Regions from separate parts of the Mus musculus genome. Here all the other regions are linked to region 1. A link is a contact called in public HiChIP or PLAC-seq data. All regions are on one chromosome and are shown on one strand. Each heading gives the region's core, a stretch centred on a gene start, on an enhancer-like site or on the middle of the called end of the contact. The rest is flanking DNA. Distances are from core to core; before and after follow the strand shown. Region 1 has its middle 10 kb from the start of Gm33415. Region 2 overlaps Rere (arginine glutamic acid dipeptide (RE) repeats). Region 3 overlaps Rere (arginine glutamic acid dipeptide (RE) repeats).

Evidence for each region. HiChIP or PLAC-seq counts read pairs in DNA pulled down with a chosen protein or histone mark.
Region 2: an HNF4G HiChIP or PLAC-seq map of pancreatic cancer cells shows a contact between it and region 1. The contact joins two enhancer-like sites. A contact is called at or near these places in 1 of 15 datasets of contacts at CTCF or cohesin (the NIH/3T3 cell line), 8 of 484 Hi-C or Micro-C datasets (the C10 cell line, the HPC-7 cell line, the N1E-115 cell line and 4 more) and 11 of 115 datasets of contacts at active chromatin or transcription factors (bone marrow-derived macrophages, embryonic basal ganglia, embryonic hindbrain and 6 more).
Region 3: a contact with region 1 is called in an H3K27ac HiChIP or PLAC-seq map of trophoblast stem cells, with 4 times the contacts expected there. The contact joins two enhancer-like sites. A contact is called at or near these places in 4 of 39 promoter capture datasets (the HPC-7 cell line, cranial neural crest, liver and 1 more), 2 of 15 datasets of contacts at CTCF or cohesin (large pre-B cells and pro-B cells), 5 of 484 Hi-C or Micro-C datasets (bone marrow-derived macrophages, granulosa cells, muscle stem cells and 2 more), 19 of 115 datasets of contacts at active chromatin or transcription factors (T-cell acute lymphoblastic leukemia, bone marrow-derived macrophages, embryonic basal ganglia and 14 more) and 2 of 9 other capture datasets (embryonic stem cells and pancreatic islet).

Annotation. Positions count from the first base shown.
Region 1 is chr4:150,266,925-150,271,603 of GRCm38.p6, reverse strand. No RefSeq gene overlaps it. Among named protein-coding and RNA genes, the nearest start is that of Gm33415, 10 kb to the right of the region's middle. Within about 2 kb of position 1,778, at least 94 of the 459 cell types and tissues checked have an H3K27ac peak or open chromatin away from gene starts, as enhancers often do. A contact at or near this core is called in the HPC-7 cell line, the NIH/3T3 cell line, pancreatic cancer cells and 1 more, where this site is marked.
Region 2 is chr4:150,542,755-150,547,114 of GRCm38.p6, reverse strand. The region is part of intron 11 of Rere (arginine glutamic acid dipeptide (RE) repeats); the gene reads right to left. Among named protein-coding and RNA genes, the nearest start is that of Gm52709, 78 kb to the right of the region's middle. Within about 2 kb of position 1,999, at least 270 of the 459 cell types and tissues checked have an H3K27ac peak or open chromatin away from gene starts, as enhancers often do. A contact at or near this core is called in the HPC-7 cell line, the NIH/3T3 cell line, pancreatic cancer cells and 1 more, where this site is marked.
Region 3 is chr4:150,581,039-150,585,403 of GRCm38.p6, reverse strand. The region is part of intron 12 of Rere (arginine glutamic acid dipeptide (RE) repeats); the gene reads right to left. Among named protein-coding and RNA genes, the nearest start is that of Slc45a1, 69 kb to the left of the region's middle. Within about 2 kb of position 1,798, at least 255 of the 459 cell types and tissues checked have an H3K27ac peak or open chromatin away from gene starts, as enhancers often do. A contact at or near this core is called in pancreatic cancer cells and trophoblast stem cells, where this site is marked.

The DNA.
Region 1 (4,679 bases), core at 529-3,028:
TCCTGTACCAGGCATGGTAGTACTCTAGTGCTCCACCGTGGTTCAAGGTCATCCTCGGCTACTTAGTAAACTCCTGACCAGCCTGGACTCCACAAGACCCTAACTCAAAATAAATAAATACAGCAAGCAAGAAGCCTCAGCAGGCGGGGAAAGGTGCTTGCTGCATAAGCCAGGCAACTTGAATTCAATCCATAGAACCTACCTTATGCTGAGAGAGGAGAACTGAGCCCACAGGGAATCAATCTCCACAAGCTCCATGGTACCCAAGCTGCCCTGGCCTCCCCATCACCAATAATAATTCTTTTTACCATTTTGTTTGTTTGTTTGTTTGTTTGTTTGTTTGGACTGGGCATGATGGTGCGTGATTTTAATCCCAGTATGTGGGGGGTAGAGGTAGGTGGATCTCTGTAGGCTCAAAGCCAGCCTGGTCTATAGTAAGGGCCTCTCTTAAAATGGGGGAGGGGTGCCGGGCGGTGGTGGTGCACGCCTTTGATCCCAGCACTTGGGAGGCAGAGGCAGGTGGATTTCTGAGTTCGAGGCCAGCCTGGTCTACAGAGTGAGTTCCAGGACAGCCAGAGCTATACAGAGAAACCCTGTCTCAAAAAAACAAAACAAAAAGAAAACCAAAAAAAAAAAAAAAAAAAAAAAAAAAAAAAAACGGGGGAGGGGCTACCTAGACATCTCGGCAAGTAAAAGATGCTTGTCCCCAAGCTGAGCAACCTGAGGTCGACCCCCTGAGCTCACAAGGTGCTGCCAGCTGTCCTCCAATTGCCACAGCCATGCCTCACTAATAAATCAATAAACATAATAACAAATGTACTTACCAGTGTTTTGAGATACCTCTAATCTGTAGATCAGGCTGGCCTTGAATTTAGAGATCTACCTGCCTCTGCTACCCAAGTGGTGTGCACCACCACACCTGGCTCTGTAATGATACCATTTTAACTCATTTTTATTTTTAAGCATAAATATGCATCCATGTCTGTATGAGTGAGGGTCTCCTTGGAGATCAGGCAGGTCCCTTAGAAGCCTCTGGAGCTGAAGCTACCAACCCCACATGGGTACTAGGAATCAACCACTGAGTCCTCTGCAAGAGCAGGACACACTCTCAACTGCTGAGCTATTCTCCAGCCCCTGAAAATATTAAGTAAAAAAGAGGGTTCGCCAGGCAATGGTGGCACACGCCTTTAATCCCAGCACTTGGGAAGCAGAGGCAGGTGGATTTCTGAGTTCGAGGACAGCCTGGTCTACAGAGTGAGTTCCAGGACAGCCAGGGCTACACAGAGAAACCCTGTTTCGAAAAAAGCGGGGGGGAGGGAGCAGTAAAGGAAATAAATAAGATAATAAATCATTTTTGAAGAGAAAAGAGGACTGGGGAGATAGCAAGTGGGTAAATGTGCTGACTAGCAAGTCTGAAGACCTTTGTTCGTTCCCGGGACCCATACGTCAGAGAGAGCCAATTCCCACAGGTTGTTCTCTGACCTCCATACATGAGCCCCTGCACACACGTACCTCCACCCAAAATAAACAACACTAAAAAGTAAGAGATTTGCAATGCACGTCTTCCCTCGTGGAGCCTGATGAAACTACACTCTGGCCTCAGGAAAAGCAGAGACTAGAAGCTGGGGCACAGGAAGGGCAGGAACACAGCCCACTGCCCCTTGCGTTAACACTAGCTCACCTTCCCCCAGCAGGCCTGTCCCCAGACAGCTCTCCTCCACTCTACAGCCTCTCTCATGGCCTCTACTTCCTCTGAACCGTGCCTTTCATGTGGTTTCTCTTGGCTTCTCTGGTTTTTCTGTAGCTTGCGGCTTGTCAGCTTCAGGGGCTTCGGCCAAATGCCTCATGACTTGGGCATTTCCTAGTTAAAATTCCTGAGCGGGGGGGGGGGGGGGGGGGGGAACTAAATCAGCTCAGCCCTGTCCTGGTCACTGAAGACTGTCATATACACAAAACCAAACTGTCTCAGGGCAACAGCTTCTACAAAGAGAGGCAAGGCAGCTTCCCGTGGAGGCCAGGGTGGGGGAGGAATGGCTCCTTTCTCTGATGCTGTACGAATATTTGATATAGGGCCATAGATTAAGAATAGAGGTTTGTGGTTGCGGTATGGCTCAGTGGTAAAAGCGCTTCCTACACACAAAACCACAAGCATGGGGATTGGAGTTCAGATCCCCAGCACCCATGCAAAGCAAGGTGTGGCAGCACACATCTGTAATGGCAAAGCTCTTACACCGAGATGCGAGGCAGAGACAAAAATATACCGTGGAGCTCTCAGGCCAGCTAGCTCGGCTTATGCAGCATTAATGAGAACCTCTCTCAATGTGGAAGCTGAGAATAATCACCTGCGCTTGTCCTTAGACTTCCACCCACATGCTAGAGCACATGCGCAACCACACTCGAACGCGCATGCGCACACGTATACTCTCGCCCGCGTGCGCGCGGTCGCACGCAAACACATGCACTCACACTCTCGCACACATGTACACACACACACACACACACACACGGATGAAAATAATGCTACTAGAGATAGGCTGTGCTCTGGCTTGCCTATTACCAGCACGTACAAAGCAAGAGAAGAGAAGGACGAAGGGGAGGCCGCCATGCTTGTTTACAGTGCTCAGCTCTGGAGTCCAGAAATCCAGTATGATACTGCATCTGCTCAGCCTCTGGTAAAGGCTCATGCTGCCTGGACTTGTCGGGAGAGCTTAGAGGTCATCATGGAAAAAAACACAGCAAGGAAGGGTGTGGGCCGGAGAAGCAGCTTCTTATTAGTAATCTCCTCCCTTGGGACTACACACTTCTTCAAGGACATTGAGCCTCCTTGACGACCTAATTACCCCCTGACAACTCCACCTCTTGGATGACCAAATTTCCACAAGAGTTTCAAAGAGGACAAGCCGTGTTCAAACCGTAGACCTAGGTAATATGAGTAACTGTAGTGCGCTTAGAAAGAGCATCTGCGGCCAGTTTGTTGCATCAAAATAACAGCGACTACAACAACAACAATTACAGAGGCTGGAGAGCTGGCTCAGTGGTTAAGAGCACTGGCTGCCCTTGCAGACAACTTGAGTTCTCACAGCTAAGTTCCAGGGCCTGCCAACACCTCTTCTAAACCTCCAAGAGCACCAGGTATGCACACAGTGGGCGTGTGTACAGGCAGAAAAAAAAAAAACATTTATACACATAAAAATAATCTTTTCAATAACAAAAAAATACAGTTAGAGGAGCTGGGGCTGTAGCTTAGTGCTGGAGTGCTGGCCCAACAGCATACTGCTCTCTGTTGTACCTATGAGCCAGCCATGGTGGCGCTCAATGGGACCCACTATGTAGCAAAAGGTGATTTTTTTTTTCTTTTTTGTTTTTTTGTTTTTTGTTTTTTGTTTTTTTGATTTTGACAGGGTTTCTCTGTATAGCCCTGGCTGTCCTGGAACTCACTTTGAAGACCAGGCTGGCCTCGAACTCAGAAATCCGCCTGCCTCAGCCTCCCAAGGCGTGCGCCACCACTGCCTGGCGCTAAAGGTGATCTTAAACTTCTGATCTTTCTCCAACTCCTGAATGTTAAGATACTGTTCCTTGTTCTACTACAGTGCTGAAAGTTGAAGCCAGGATTTCATTCATGGGGATCAAGCATCTTATCACTGTGCTGTGTGCATGGGGGTGGGGGTGGAGGTAATGGGGAGGGGGCGCACATTCTCCCACTGCGCTGCGTGCCTAGCCTTGGAATCTATATTTTGGTTTGAGGGTTTTGTTTTGTTTTGTTTTTTTTGGTTGTGGTTGTTGTTGTTGTTCTTTTTTGTTTTTTTCCCCGAGAGGTTTTGTTTTATTTTATTTTGCTGAAACAGAGTCTCCTTATGTAGATCAGTCCGGCCTGAAACTCACAGAGTTCGGTCTTCCTCTGGCGTCAGGACTAAAGGCATGCACCACCATATCCAGCCTCAACCAGCTTTTCACTGTTCCAGATTGCATGATAAGCAGTTTTACCCACTGAGCCAGTTCCCCAGCCTCTTTTTTTTTTTTTAATAAAAAATAGTAATTTTGGCACTTATTTATTAGTGTGATGTGTGTGTGTGTGTGTGTGACATGCTTGCTTATCGAGAGCCTAAAGGGCACACAAGAGGGAATCAGAGAACAACTTGTGGCAGTTGGTTCTTTCTTTCCACCATGTTGATTCCAGCTGCAGATCAAACTGGGGATAAAGGCACAGGCACTGTCTTTCCCGCCCTTTAAAACATGGCCTCATGTGCACCAGCCTGGCCTTGAATTTGCTGTGCTTGAAGACTCCAGGCATGCTGTGCACGCAGCTTAGGTTTTTCTCCAGTAGAGGACGAGTCTCAGCCTCCTAAAACAAACCAGAGCCATGACTCCAATAATGGCTGTCCTCCTCCTCCTCCCCATGGCCGTTTACACCCCTCGGTCTGCCCAGCGCTCCTTCCCTTGTCCACGCCTTAGCGATGTCCTCCTCTTGACACTCCCCGTGCCACACCACAGCTTGATGAGAATTCCAACTGCTCCTGGAAGGCACCGGCACCTGTCACCCAAATGAGGCTGACCATCTTCACTTTCAAATGCGTGACCACAAACCTCAAGTGGGCCCACAATGGCTCCTGGCAATCACACAACACCACTTCTCCCGGCTAATTTCTTTCCTCATTTTCCAGCCAGTTATTTCACAACCT
Region 2 (4,360 bases), core at 750-3,249, 280 kb before region 1:
TTTGGAAGCGCAGTCAGTGCTCTTAACCGCTGAGCCATCTCTCCAGCCCCCACACTAAATATTAAATAGAGTATGGATGGCGTCAGAGGCTTCGTAGGCCTCAGGCAGTGGGCTGCACTTTGGTCACTTCAGTCTGCTTCATCCTCTGACCTTCCTTTACTGTGCAACTTCCTTATCCCTCCCTCCCTAGTTCTCTGGTCTATTAGATACTTTCCTAGTTCGCACAGTCAAGAATAACTATGCAGAAAACCCTTTGCAAGGGAAGCAAGCACTGATAGTGGTAGAAGAAGGGAGGCACACTGAGGTTGGAGTGTGTATCACAGCAGGCAGCTTCGAGAATCAGATCAACAGAGCAGTCACTCTGCTTTGGAAAGAGCACTAGGGTGAACAGCTTGTCAGAGAGGCCAGGCTAACCTGGGCTACTGCTGCCAAGCTCCTTCCTGCTCACAGATAATACCTTACTAAGTCTGTGTGACCATGACATTGGGCAGACTTGACACACCATCAGAGCCTAGGACTGAAGTGTTGGGAGAGAAGAACAGAGTACTGCTGGGAATTAAACCTGGCCAGTACCCAGTTACTACACATAGCAGAGTGTAGTGCAAACTGTTAATTCCAGAGCTGAAGTGGAAACTTAAGGGTTCTTTGGAAAGTTGGCTGGATGGTGTTTTGCTGGCACAAACACATGAAGGAACGTTCCAGTGAAGCAGGCACAGGTGAAAGGATGTTTTGCTAAAGCAAGCATGTGAAAGGACACGTGATGAAGGATTCTTTGCTAACAACACACATGCATTGGTCCGCCTTACATTGCGTAGTTGATATGCATTTGTCAGGACGCCATAGAGAGAAACGCACCAAAAAACTTCTGGTGGTGTGCTGCAGTTTCTTGCTGCTTCTGCGGACTCCAGCTGATTGGATGCATGTGCTAAGGCAAGGCGCGAGGAGGACAGGGTATAACTAGGGCTTGATGGACAGTGATGGAGGCTGAGCTTGGCTTGCTGATATATCTAGCTGTGCAACGCTTGTGGGTCTTGAGTTTCCACAGATTTTCGCTTCCCTGAGAGAGGCACAGCTGAAAACTCCTCCTGGTGTTCCTATTGGCCCTGGTCCCTCCTGCTGACTCGGGCTGAGGCTGAGGCCTGGCTGTCTCTGCTAGGTAGTGCCCCACTACTGATTCCTGTTTGCTCTCCTGACTCTACTGAACTGGGCTGCTGGTGTATCTATCCGTGAAGAGTTTGCGAGTGGATCGAGCTCCCAGTGATGACGTGTGAACTGAATGGCTGATTTCCAGACAACACAGACAGGAGCTGCTCCAAAGAACCTTTCTAAGCAGGTCCACTTCCCCTGTATCCTTTCTTTCCCACTCCCTCTGGTGGGTAGTAGGCTAAAGGAGAGCTTAAAGCATTTAAGAACCATCATTTAAAATAGGTGTTAGAAAAAATTTAAATTACAAAGAATTCTAAAGGCAGAGGCAGGGAGAAATCTGTAAGTTTGAGTTTAGCCGGGTCCACATAGTGAGTTCCATGCCAGCCATGGCTACATAGTGACTGCTGTCAAAAACAAACAAACAAACAAACAAACAAACAAACAACTACAACAAAAGTCAGTGGACACAGAAACTACCCAGCTTTGTCAAATAATGGTATCACAGAGATCTTTTTCCTGAGTAGACTTTCAAAACTAGCATTGGACTCAAAGGAAAGTTTCTTTTTTAAACCCTTTCTTTCCAATAGGTGATAAAATTCAGAGTATTGGATTGATAATCCTAAATTGCTTCAAGTTTACTCCCTTGGTTAACTTCCTAGTAATAGCTGCTCTGGGGCAGGGACAGTTTATGCCATTTCCTTTTCAGGTGTTTTTCTTATGCGTGAATACTTAAGAAAACAGCTGCTTGCACAAATGTGGAATCTGGGTAAACACAGGTAGTACAGTAAACACTGTCCGCTCTGGTTATAAGCCAGAATGCTCAGACTCGGCCTACAGTCTGGTAGAGTGAGAAGAGGCTGACTCAGAATCGTACAAAACAGAAACCACAGAGACGCGGCAGGGAGGGGCAAGGCAGGAGGAAGCAGAACTGCTCACAGCACACCCATTTGCTCAGTTACAGGAAAGGAATTCAGAGGAGCAGGCATGAGCTTCAAGATGCCGCCCGCAGCCTACTTATTTCATCTCTTCCTGGGGCTCTCTGGGGCACTCCCAAGCCAAGGCCCTACACTCAGATTTCCTCATCCAGTGTACAGACACCCAGATGACCAATACCATTCTAGCACAGTGACCACGGCTTAAACCACATGGACAAAGCCTAGACCAGACAGCCTCCTTTGTACTCAGCACAGCACCCACATTGGATAGGACCTCTCACAAGTATGAGGGGAATTACTGCATTCCGTTTCTTTGGTTTTAGAATGTTCTTCTCCTATTTATTTGCAAAGCTGGCTCTCAAATGTTTTCTATGTCTTCACTCAAGAGTGACGTTTCAGGGTTACCTTAAGTAAAGTTCCAAGTGCTGCCCTGCACTGCATACTGCTTTCCTATGCTGTTTCTCATTTCACTGAGTTAACACTTGTCAATGAGTATTAATTACACGTTGAGTGCACGAGGGCAGGCATATTTGCCTATTTTGCTCTGCTATAGCCTCAGCACAACAGAAACCAAAGCTGCCTGGCTGGACTTCACTCGGTAAGTCCAAGTCAGAACCCAACAAACCCTCCCCCCTCCTGGCAACCGCGAGGCTACCCTGATGACCACTACCTCTACAGGAAAGGCCTTCAAAATCACACAGAGGAACGCAGGGGACTAAGAGCTGGCTCGGAATGAGTTCCATCCTCAGGGCACAGCTCCTGTTTTCTACCTCCTTTATTTTATTTATTTATTTATTTTTAAGATTTATTTATTATATATGTAAGTACACTGTAGCTGTCGCCAGACACTCAGAAGAGGGCATCAGATCTCGTTACAGATGCTTGTGAGCCACCATGTGATTGCTGGGAATTGAACTCAGGACCTTCAGCAGAGCAGTCAGTCCTCATAACCTCTGAACCATCTCTCCAGCCCCTCTACCTCATTTTTTTCCTTTCTCCCAACTCCAAATCCCAGTTAGCAGTCTAGTATATCTCACCCATGAACGAGGAAGGCTCTGATGTTGATAAAGACATAATGTTCCAAGCACACACATTAAAACTCTCTCTGTTCTGTTGCTAAGAAACTGAAGAAGAAAAGGGTTTCTATCCTCTTCATTTATAAAATATCCACTTTGTCTATGGGAGAACTACATGCAATTTCCCAAGCCCCCTTGTGCCTTGTTCTCATTTTTTAAAAGAACAGGGAAAGATGACTGAGCACTGAGAAGTGTATGCTAGCTCCATTTTTTTTTTACATGTCCTTGAAAACGAGATGGAAATGTGGTTTCAACAGCCCACTGCCCTAGTATTTATGAATCTTTCAAGCTGAAGATATCCCCATTGTCCCTCTCAAGGAAAAATGAAAAATGCTCAATAAAAAGTAATCTTTGGCTAAAATGATTATCCTGAACTACAAGGCAAGGCATGTTCATGTCCATGGTGGGGTTCTTTCCCTACCTCAGCTCTACTCTACCTAGCTCCAAGGTCCAAACACAAAACACACACACACACACACACACACACACACACACACAAACACACACACACCAGGAGCCCTGGATGGGGACACTATGTATTGCTGGCTTTAAAAGAAAACCAAGTAAAAATATGGCGGAGAGATAATGAGGTATAGAAAAGGGCAAAAGAAAATGACTTTTTTTTTTTTTTTTTTTTTTGAGACAGGGTTTCTCTGTGTAGCCCTGGCTGTCCTGGAACTCTCTCTGTAGACCAGGCTGGCCTTGGACTCAGAAATCTGCCTGCCCCTGCCTCCCGAGTGCTGGGATTAAAGGCATGCACCACCATGCCCAGCATATGAAAATGACATTTGCTTTACAAATGAAAAGGGAAAAAATAGAAAACCACACACATCTTTGGCCACACTCTCCAAGGGAGCTTGCTGTAAGGAAGCCATCGTGTGAAAGGGAAGGTGGAGCCTCATCTGTATACTCCAGAGGCGAAGGCCTTCCTCTAATGCTCCTAAATGTTACCCAAGGAGTTAAAGCTATTTCTCCTTACAGCTTGTTAGACAGTAGAATCTTTTTGCAAACTAACTGACAGAACTGATTGCCTTCCGCCACCTTTCTGTACATATAACTGATTTTTAATTCACTGTCTTATTTCTAAAAGGACTTGACAATAAATTCTGTTCTCTACCCACACTACTGACTTCTTTAAACAATTAGAGTTTACTTCAAAGACTGAAGGGAGCAGCCCAACTTTATGGACAGTTGAAATATTAG
Region 3 (4,365 bases), core at 549-3,048, 310 kb before region 1:
AATACAAAGGTCTTTTCTGACTTCCATATGCACACATTGGCATGAGCATGCATGTGCATGCTCATACACAATGACTAAATGAAGGAATGAATACGGAGGGAAGCACTCTCAGGAATAGTTTGTGTGAAAAGCCTTTCTCTACATGTCCATAACCCCAAGCAAGCAGAAGGAATTTGAATAGTAGTAGAATTACATAGGGCTTAGCCAGACATTTTAAATCATTCTATTACATCCACAAAGATGTTTGTACATGTGTGAAAAACAAGAAACTATTGCAGCTAGAGAAGTTGACATTTCCACTCCACTTATTCAAACAGTCTTTAGAAAACTAAGAGGCAATAATCAGAATTCATAGGTTTTTGGGAGAAGTGGTGAGAAGAACTAGCCCCACCTATCTTCCAAAGCTCCATCAAAACCACAAATTTAAAAACAAAAGTCCAATGCACAGTCTTTAACCCTAGTACTCAGGAGGAGGCAGAGGTAGGCACACCTCTAAGTGAGTTCCAGGATAGTCAGGACTGTACAGAGAAACCCTGTCTTGGAAAAAACAAAACAAAACAACAAAATCCTCCCAAACCCTCACCTCAAAATCTCTACCATCCAAAGAAGCTCTGGCTGGAGCGGGAAACTAATGCATACACGGGCAGTCAGCTGGCACTACAGAGTGTAGGTGCAGATTCAGTCACCTTGGGGAACCTGAGGAAACCGTATTTGGCAGAGACTCCTTCTGTGGCCAATTTCTGTTTGGTGATTTGGATCTTCTATAGACTTGAGGACCACAGAGCAGTGCTGGTCATTACAGAATTTTGTCTTCAAACAACTCAGTTCTGACAGGCTAGTCTGGAAGGAAGTGGGGCCACTGTTTTCCCAAGAGACTGAGACTCTACAACATGAATCAAACAAGTTTTTATCATAATGCCCTCTGCTAGCTTACAGGCCAGTGTCCCCAGATCATTCGGATACAAAGGGATTGCACAGATTTACATGAGACTTCATCCCTGTGTGCTGGCCAAAGAATCCTACAGTAAGTCAGGAATTATAGGAGTAAAATCTCACTTTCTTTCTATGAAAAGTAAACACTGCCTAAAAACCGAGCAAGCACCCAGCACTGAGGCTGCACGGTGTATGTAAGGGCCACCTTAAGACCTGCCTGATGTTCCCTGTGTTCATATCTACTATCTTGGCTCTCACCCTCCAGTGAGTTGGGAGGACTGGGAAAATGCTGTCTGAAGGGTTCTCTGTTGCTAGGATGAAAAGAGCTATAAATATGAGGTCAAAGCAATATTAAAAAAAAAATTCTAAAGCTTCAACCACTTTTTTCTTTTGAAATGGAGAGCCACAGAAGATCAAAGGAGCACCGCTGTTTGCTCAATGCTGCTCTGGGAGCCTCCGCCCTGCACCAGGCAGAGTCGCAGAGGTTGGACAGCATGATTTTAAACTTAACAGAATCTCAAGACCAGCTGTACAGCCTCACATGGAGGCCTATACCAATAACCCTAGCACTCAAGAAGCAGGAAAATGGAGTTAGAGGTCAGCCTAGGCCACACAGCCAGAGTGTGTCACAATTTTAAAAAGAAACAGAGAGAGCATGTTGTACATGGAACATGCTCTCTCCTGGAACCCCTGAGCAAAAGCAGCAAAGGAGACCGACACAGCTTCCACACAGCTCGTCGCCTCCCGCACTCAAAAGCACACGGCAGCCAAGGAAGAAAACATCACGTTGCAAAGACATGCTTTGCCTTGCTTCCTCTGCCAGGCACAAGGCGTCCACGAGGCCTCAGCAGCTTGCACAACACCATGCTTAACCCTGGCTCAATCAGCCTCCTCAGCCATGAGGAGCAGGCGGGGCAAGGGGAGCAGGGTTAAACTTACTGGAAACAAACTTAATCAAAGCCGAGCAGTAACAAAGGGCACCAGAGACATTTCTACTGTATCGCATCCCACAGGCTGGCCACAAGCCCAGAATTTTTATTACAATTTTTCAAAGGGTGGGAGAAAAGGAGGAAAAATGTTTCAAAAAAGCCATATCAAGGCCCCAACCCAGGATGCCCTGCCATACAACCAAAAGCCTGTGAGAGGCTAGCTTTTCAGGGAGTCAGAACCCAGCATGTGGAACCTGGCAAGCCTTTTATAAGGTGGGAGGGGGTCCTTAAAACCACTACTGTTCTGCACTGAAGTCTCCAAGCTTCACAGATCATTACAGGTTTCTGCACCGCAGAGAAAGGAGGGCAGAGGTAAGGAAATGCATCAAAAGCCCCTCTGGGATGCACAAATGCTGCCTACTTGGAACAGGCGTTCAGCACCAATACCCTCAACATTAACAACAGGGAGGACTTTTCAAAATAAAAGCAGAAGAGGCTTGCTCTGTTATGAGCAATACATTTTTGGTTTAAAGGTTACATGTGCTGGAATGAAGTATGGAAGAAAGCAGGTGAACAAAAAGCCAGAAGAACATTGTTTGGGGAGCCCCCCAAACAAGTTAAGAAGCCCTTGCTGATCAGGGGCAGGCTGTCAGGGAGGACAAGGGGACTCCTCCTTGCCATCCTGCCCTAAAATAGTTTCCCACTAATCAGAAAGAAGTCTCTTGTGTTTCTCATGAACCACATGCAAGTGAAGACAAGGGTAAAGAAATCCTGCTATTTTGAAGCAAGGACCTCCCTCCCATTTCTTTTCTTTTCTTTTTTTTTTTTTTTTTTTTTGGTTTTTCGAGACAGGATTTCTCTGTATAGCCCTGGCTGTCCTGGAACTCACTCTGTAGACCAGGCTCTCCCTCCCATTTCTTAGGTGAGTCCCAGCAAGTACAAAACCAAGATGAGCACTGGAGGCAGCCAGGAGCTATGGGACTCCCTGAGGCTTGGCTGTCTTCGGCTCTCTGGTGGATTGTTAACTCCTCCTGTTAACTTAGGACCAGGAACTGACCTGCTCAAAGCACCTCACTGACACATTTCCCAAACAGAACCAAGCCCTGCTGCTGGGAACCATCAACAACGTACCAAGGCGACTGGATCTATGTCCTTCTTAGGCCTCTCAAATACTCAAACATGCAAAAGTCACCATCCTTAACCCTTCCCCCCAATCCAAACCTTATGCATGGGAACAAAGAGGTAACAGCAAAAGCCAAAACTATAGAACTAAAGTATCCCCGAGGAAAGCCTTCATGTGAATGCTGTTCAGAGCAACCTCAGTGGTTTTCCACTCACACTGCAAAAACAAAGGATAAAAAATTCCAGAGACTGTTTGCAAGATAATAAAATAGCATGTGATGGTGACTCACTAACAGATGAAGAGAAGAAAGCCAACAACAGCAGGAAGCTTAGAACTTCACACACCTCCACGGGCACAGCTTGTAGGAGTGTGCGCGTGCACTTGCTCACATATTTGAAAGGCGAGCAGAAAGACGCTACTGGTTTATTCTAGAGCTAAAGACAATATTTTATTCTTGATTGGCACAATAAACTCACTGAGAAAAATAAATCATGGTTTTCAATCCTCTAATCTAGAACACAGAGCCTCTGTGCAAACACTACTAACGTAGGAAGGCCCTCTGTGATAAAGTGAACCCAGGTACTAGTCATAAGCTGTGGGACATAAGTTAAAGGTTCTGGGGGCTGGAGAGATGGCTCAGCGGTTAAGAGCACTGACAGCTCTTCCAAAGGTCCTGAGTTCAAATCCCACAACCACATGATGGCTTACAACCATCCTTAATGACATCTGACGCCCTTTCCAGGTGTGTCTGAATACAGCTACAGTGTACTTAAATATAAAAAAAAAAAATAAACAAGTCTTAAAAAAAAAAGTTATAGGTTCTCTGTCCACTCTACAATGTAGAAGGTGCTGAGTGTCTGTTTTTAATAACCTTAAAGCCAGCAGCTGACCACGCACGGCACAGCACTGCTGACCACGCACGGCACAGCGCTGCTGACCACGCACTGCACAGCGCTGCTGACCACTCACTGCACAGCACTGCTGACCACCCACGGCACAGCGCTGCTGACCACGCACTGCACAGCGCTGCTGACCACGCACTGCACAGCGCTGCTGACCACGCACAGCACAGCGCTGCTGACCACGCACTGCACAGCGCTGCTGACCACGCACAGCACAGCGCTGCTGACCACGCACTGCACAGCGCTGCTGACCACTCACGGCACAGCACTGCTGACCACCCACGGCACAGTGCTGCTGACCACGCACGGCACAGCGCTGCTGACCACGCACTGCACGGTGCTGCTGACCACGCACTGCACGGCGCTGGTGACCACCCACTGCACAGCGCTGCTGACCACCCACTGCACAGCGCTGCTGACCACCCACTGCACAGCGCTGCTGACCAGAAGCTCCTCAGGCTCTCTGCAGCAGACATGA